Regions from separate parts of the Rattus norvegicus genome. Here region 1 is linked to region 2. The links are chromatin contacts, called in public Hi-C maps. All regions are on one chromosome and are shown on one strand. The core of a region is the stretch at or near the end of the contact, and the rest is flanking DNA. Distances in the headings are between cores, read along the strand shown. Region 1 holds the start of Oxnad1 (oxidoreductase NAD-binding domain containing 1). Region 2 has its middle 76 kb from the start of Galnt15.

Region 1 (3,356 bases), core at 337-2,836, 140 kb before region 2:
TGTGTAGATCTCCAATTATGTTAAAAAAAAAAAAAAAAAGGAAGTGAGATCTTTGAGACAACCTTCCATACACTTGTTTAAGTTCTGGATTTTTCCTCCCAAAGGCTTTTCTGCCTTTAGGTTTTCACACTTCAAAAAGGCTTCAAAGTATAGTGTCCTTTCAACATGCACAAAGTTGGTAACATGCAAACAACTGTACATACTTAAATACAGCATCCATTAGAAATGTAAACTACATAAGCTAAAGGTGATTGCTGAACTGTTAATTCTTGTGCAAATGTTGGATTCCAAAGGATCTATTCTCAGAAGAGGAAGTAAGAACCAAAAAAACCGTAATTTTCTAGCCTTTCACGTCAGACTCTGATCCAGTTACACTGCACTCCTCCAGTGAGATGAGTACTTGCTTAGTAATAATTACAACAATGCTCTAAAGTCCCTGGCCATAACCCAAACAAGCCCTCGCAGCTTTCAGAACAAAGCGCTTCTCATCTGCATTTCGATTCTAGCTTCTAAGAAGAGGCTGCACGCTGACTACACTACCAGGGACACCATTCCTTTTACCAAGAACTAAAGTTCACATAAAGAACTTGGCTTTAGAGACAGCCAAGTCCTTCGTTATGGCCTAGGTATGTAATCTGGGGCAAGATGCCAGTCTCTGAATCTATGTTAAGAATGGATAAAATGGATTTTTGAACCCCAGGATCAACAGACTTACATTTAACGCATAGGCGACCCACAAAAAAAAACCCCAATAATTAAAAGTGATGTTTCTATGGCTACTGCACCCGCCACTGCAGTGAATATTGAAAATACGGCTAGAACTCGTCCCTGTCTTGCAGATCTTGGTCCTCTACAACACAATCGGGGTATCAGAAGGTGGCTGGGGTGAGAGAGGTAGCGGTGTACCTGCAGGCAGGAACTCATAACAGGCCAGGCGTCACTCAGAGCTCAAGGTCGCCTGAAACGCTACTGCAGGAGCGCTGTGTGTCGAGGAGGACTGGAGAGGACGCTGTGTGGCTCCCTGAGTCTCACTGACCCCCTCTTAAGAGGGAGTAGCCTCTATCAACTCTTTAAATGTTCTCTGAAGTCAGCGATGGAGGACACGACACCACCAGCATAAAACACTCGTTTATATCCCAAGCCCAAACTCCCCGGGCCCAGAAGTGACGTAGCCCCCATGTGCGGGAGCCCTTCACCCTATTGGTCGTTGGCAGCCGTGGACGTAGAACTGCGCAACCCTGCTGCGCAGGAAGCGCCATCTTTCCAGCGCTATCTCCATGGTGACCGCGACCAGGTCACCCATTTGGCCGCGGCGGTGGAAGTTACGTCATCGCCTGTGCGTCCGGAAGTGACTGTTCCTGCTCCAGGGAGGGCCGCCCGGGCCTACCCTGCCTGGGCGCAGCTAGGCAAACTGATGCGGTCCGGACCGGGTGACCATGGCGGTGTTTCATGACGAGGTGGAGATCGAGGACTTTCAATATGACGAGGACACAGAGACGTATTTCTACCCCTGCCCCTGTGGGGATAACTTCTCCATCACCAAGGTACTCTAAAGGGCTGGCCGGCGACTCCTAGAGCTTGCGCATTTTCGCTTCCGGCGTCCCTGGGAAGGCTCAGTCATCCACGTGTTCTTCTGAACCTCCGCCCCTAAAGTAGTAACCTGAGCTGTCAAGGATACAGGGTCTGGTTACTGGCGCTGTTCTCCCTAGCCCCACCTTTAGAATCTTTTTTTCCTGGGAGGTTTTTTTAAAGAAGAGAACTCGATTTTGTACCCCAGGGTTTTGGAGGCGATCGAACCAACCTAATCTCCCTTGTTGTTTCCCTAGATGAGACTTGGGGGAAAGTTTTTTGTGCTGTTACCTAACCAAAGACTTGTACATAGACGTAGGAGAGGTTTGTGGGAAGTTGACGAAAGGCGATGCTGACTACATGTTGTTTGATTGCGTTGTAGGAAGATTTGGAAAATGGAGAAGATGTGGCAACGTGTCCTAGCTGCTCACTCATTATAAAAGTGATTTATGACAAAGTAAGGGGTCTATTAAAAGGGATGGGTGGTGTGAGCTAATGACAAAGGCCTAAAGCAGCCTGTCTGATATAAAAGTGTGGAAGAGTGTTGGGTGTTTGTTTGTTTGTTTGTTGAGACAGGGACTTTATGTAGCCCTGGCTGTACTGGGACTCACTATGTGGACCAGGCTGGCCTTGAGTTCACAGAGATTTGCCTGCTTTGCATCACAAAAGCTGGGATTATAGGTATACACCACCACACCCAGCCTAGAAGAGTGTTTCTTAACCCTGTGCTAAACGAAGGGCTATTTTTACAAAGCCTTTAAAAATTGCCAGTAACTGTTTGCTAATCTTGTTCAAGTTTAAATTATGTAACTTATGATCACTTTGGAAGGAGCAATAAAGAAATTGCTTTGTAATGAAATTGGCGACTTAATCAGGAATAAAAAATTATCATGAAGGTTATTTCATTGATGTTCTTCCTTTTGAGATTTCTCGTGCATTTAATATTTAGTTTAGTTTGTTCAGAGCTCTAGGACATTTTTAGAAGATTGCATGATATTGATTGCCTGGCTTATGTATAGAATCTACCCAGTTTGAGATATAATTCCTGGATGCAGTGTTACAGTTTCATGTTCCTTTGTATCCAGTAAGAATGGCAATAGGAAAGGGGTAAATGCCTTTATTTCCCACCCAAAGTTTAGGTAGAGCTTTGGAGTCTGAAGGGTAAATTCTAAAATGAGTGTTGGACAAAACACAGAACTTTGTGGGAGAAGCTGTTATTAATTTAGACAATAAAATGTAATGATTCATTTTTATATTAAAATGGTTTATGGGACAAAGACCAACAGGGACAGGCTAGGGGCTGACTCTGTGGGGGATCACTCTGTAGGAGATGTGCAGTGACTGGGAAAGTTCTTGTGGTCGCTGGAATAAGCCAGGATGAAAGATCAGAGCCTGGACTTCATTTACAAATAATTACTATTGGAGGTCTGTGTTGGGAAACACAGAGACATTCTTTTTATTACTCATTTGAAGAGCTTATGTATTTGAATGACCAGATATTGAACTGATTAATGTAAAACCTTGGAAGGCGTGACATGTTTATTTCTGGGAACTGGTGGCTCCCTAGTTAAGATATTTATGTGACACTGCTTATTAACTAGTGGCCTTAGGGCTAAACACCAGCATACTTTTAGACACCAGTTCTCTGTACAAAAATAAAGCGTTATTGGGTCTGGGGAGATGGATTAGTGGCTAAGAGCTTCCAAAGGAGTGGGCATTTACATCTTCCACATGGGGGCTTCCAGCCACCTGCAACTCCAGTCCTAGGGAATCTGGTGCCCTCCTCT
Region 2 (3,335 bases), core at 525-3,024:
GTATAAAAGCTCACTAGGTGGGCACACCCCTGAACATCCCCAGTTCAAGAAGAAAAGATGGTAGACATGTTTTTAAAGACAGGTTCAGCTCCACGTCAAGGAGGAGGATCTGGGCACGCTCAGTTTGCTTCACAGGGAACAAGAACATTTTTAGACGCGTTCATCTTTTTGAGCCTTGTGTGACCACTAGACTTCCCTTCCAGCACTAAAATAATCTTATAATCCACCACCCACAGTTCTTCTAGATGGATAGAATTAACTAGACTCTGTGCTTCTGTTGCCCTCTGGTGGCCATTGCACAAATAACACATCACAGAGTCCTAGGGCAAAGTCAGAATGCTGCTCTCTGTGCCAGGATGTGAGGCAGACTGGGATGGCTGGCCAGCCTGGGTCACATAATGACACGCGTGTCAAATTAAAAACAGAATTATTTTTAAAATAAAGCCATAAGATAGAGCAGGACCCTCAAGGGTCGTAGATAATTAAATGGTAGATGATTACAAAAGCAAGGGACCAATGTCTTACAGGTGTATGCAGAAAATACACACAGCCCAGTGTCTGACTGTTCTCATCAGGAGAAAGGCCCCAAACTGAGCTCTGAAGGGCAGGTTGGACTAGGGGTGGGTGGCAGAGGTTAGGAACTCAGGGCCTGTCAGCATGCACAGTCATTGCAGTGGACTCGAGGTGGGAGGAGGAGGGAGGAAGCTAAGATCCAAATGTGCTTGGATCTGATAACAAAAAGATTTTGTGTCACAGCTGCATTTCAGATTGTCCCTAAGCTAATATTACCACTTTTTTTTTTTTTTGGTTCTTTTTTTCGGAGCTGGGGACCGAACCCAGGGCCTTGCGCTTCCTAGGTAAGCACTCTACCACTGAGCTAAATCCCCAGCCATATTACCACTTTTTAAAGCATGTTCTCATCAACAAAAATATCTAGGGGTCTATCCTTAATGTTTACTTATACTTTTTTTTATATATTTTGTGTGCCTGTGGTATGTATGTGTATCTTTGTGTGTGTGTGTGTGTGTTTGCGCACACGCGCGCACATGCTTGCGCACACATGTATGTGGATATGTACAGTGTGTGTGCATGTGTGTGTAGTGTGTGTTTGTGTAGTGTGTGTTTGTATATGTATGTGTGTAGATTGTGTAGTGTGTGAGTGTGTTTGTGTGTGTGAGTGAGTGTTTGAATATGTGTGTGTGAGTGTGTGTGTGTTTGTACATGTGTGTGTGAGTGTATGTGGATATATGTGTAGTGTGTGAGTGTGTGTAGTGTGTGTGAGTGTGTGTGTATGTGTGTGTGTAGTGTGTGTGTGTGAGTGTATGTGGATATATGTATAGTGTGTGTGAGTGTGTGTGTATGTGTGTGTAGTGTGTGTGTGAGTGTATGTGGATATATGTATAGTGTGTGTGAGTGTGTGTGTATGTGTGTGTAGTGTGTGTGTGTGAGTGTATGTGGATATATGTATAGTGTGTGTGAGTGTGTGTGTATGTTTGTATGTGTGTGTAGTGTGTGTGAGTGTGTGTGAGTGTGTGTGTATGTGTAGTGTGTGTGTGAGTGTATGTGGATATATGTATAGTGTGTGTGAGTGTGTGTGTATGTTTGTATGTGTGTGTGGTGTGTGTGTGTGTGAGTGTGTGTGTGTGTGTGCGTGTGTGTGTGTGTAGCTCAGAAGATAGTTTCATGAGTAGTTCTCTCTCCACACCCCACAGGCTGGACATCAGGCACCTTTATCAGCTGACCCTGAGTGCGAACTTCCAGCAGCTGGACCTCTGGAGGACACGCTTACACCAGACCCTTCCTGGCAACACTTATCGTCTCAGCCCTTGGGAAAGGACTACAAGTTCCGGACTTGTGTTACTCACCCACAAGCGGCCGCCTTACTTGGGAGTCAGCTAACAGCCCCCATGGTTCCTGATGCCTACTGGCTGGTTCTGTAAAACAGTTCGAAGGCCTTATCTTTTCATACTGGAAACAAGTTGGTTTATTTTAGATTCTTGTAAGGTGTCCTACTTTGGTTTGCAAGTTTTGATAAAACACTGAGCAAAACCAACTCAGGGAGAAAGGGGGTTTATTTGGCTCATAGATTACAGCCCATTAAGGACCTCGAAGCAGAGACCGTGAAGGGATAAACGTTGGCTTGCCCTAGTTGGTGATTGGCTAGCTTTATCATGGAGCCAGGCCCACCCAGCGATGGTACCATGGGCCACGCCCTCCTACACCAATTAGCAATTAAGAAAACGCATCATGGGCCAATCCGATGGCAGTCATCCCTCATCCTCTCCCCAAAGTGTGAGTTTATTTAAAGGCTCTCAGTCTTTTCACTCTGTTGCAATGTAGCCTTTCTTTGAAAGGACAAGCCTTTGTCTTTTAGGTGCATTTTACTGACCTCACTCTTATCAGGAAAAAGGTCAACAAACTTGAAATACTGTCTGTTTATAAAGGGAAAGTTCAAACCCTTGTGTTTACCACAAGAAAATCCTTTCACCTCTGTTAACAATGATTGCGAGACACCATGTACTCTTCTTTTTTATTTTTCTTCCAAGATTGAGCGTGGGGTCCTGAACATGCACCACTGAGCCACACCGCCAGCTCACTTCTTTTCATTTTGAGTCAGGGTCTGGGAAACTGCTTTGGCTGGCCTTGAACTCTCTTGAGTAGGGGTTGCAAGCCCACACCTTACAGCTGGTTTACTTCTCCTACTTGTTTATAGGAAACTGCTGTATGATTTCCTTTTTCTTCCTCTTTTGTGGAAACACACACACGCACACACACACACACTCAGGAAATAAGAGAGATGGAGAAAGAGACATGAGGCCTACTCACATGCTCCTAAGCCAGCAGCTTGATGCTCAATGCTTAGCAACCAGCTCTCTAAACAGGACAGAACCTGAGACTGGAGAGATGGTTCAGTGGTTAGGAGCATTGCAAAGGTCATGGGTTCAATTCCCAGCATCTTCAGGACAGCTCATAACCACTTGTAACTCCAGTTACATGGGATCTGATGCCTTCTTCTGGCCCAGTTGGGCACCAAGCAGACATGTGGTGTGCACACACACATGTGCACACAAACATACAAGTCAATTTTAAAGAGAAAAACAAAACAAAGAAACAAGCAAGCAGATCTTACCTGCAGGGGCCCCTACCAGAGCTGGTGTTTGGATCTTGAATGTCCCACAAAGGCCCATGCGTTACCAGCTTGGTTCTGCAGCTGGGCCCATTGGGAGATGTTAGACACTTAAATGGTGGGGCCCAGTGAGAGGCGTTTAGGTCCCTGGAGACAGGCCCTCACTGGGGACTGTGGGACCCTGATCTCATCCTCTTTCTCTGCTTTG

The links. Hi-C and Micro-C count contacts between places; a contact is called where the count stands out from the background.
Region 1: a contact with region 2 is called in a Hi-C map of liver, with 2.9 times the contacts expected there. The contact joins the promoter of Oxnad1 here to the enhancer-like site in region 2. A contact is called at or near these places in 9 of 12 Hi-C or Micro-C datasets (the A7r5 cell line, the Rat2 cell line, Schwann cells and 4 more).

What each region holds. Positions count from the first base shown.
Region 1 is chr16:7,297,985-7,301,340 of GRCr8, reverse strand. It overlaps Oxnad1 (oxidoreductase NAD-binding domain containing 1), which reads right to left and starts at 1,586. Exons shown (of 8, transcript NM_001107295.1): 1 at 1,388-1,586. The coding sequence starts at 1,451. It overlaps Dph3 (diphthamide biosynthesis 3), which reads left to right and starts at 1,345. Exons shown (of 3, transcript NM_001134850.1): 1 at 1,345-1,544; 2 at 1,952-2,026. The coding sequence starts at 1,437.
Region 2 is chr16:7,155,825-7,159,159 of GRCr8, reverse strand. No RefSeq gene overlaps it. Among named protein-coding and RNA genes, the nearest start is that of Galnt15, 76 kb to the left of the region's middle. Within about 2 kb of position 1,774, at least 3 of the 93 cell types and tissues checked have an H3K27ac peak or open chromatin away from gene starts, as enhancers often do. A contact at or near this core is called in liver, where this site is marked.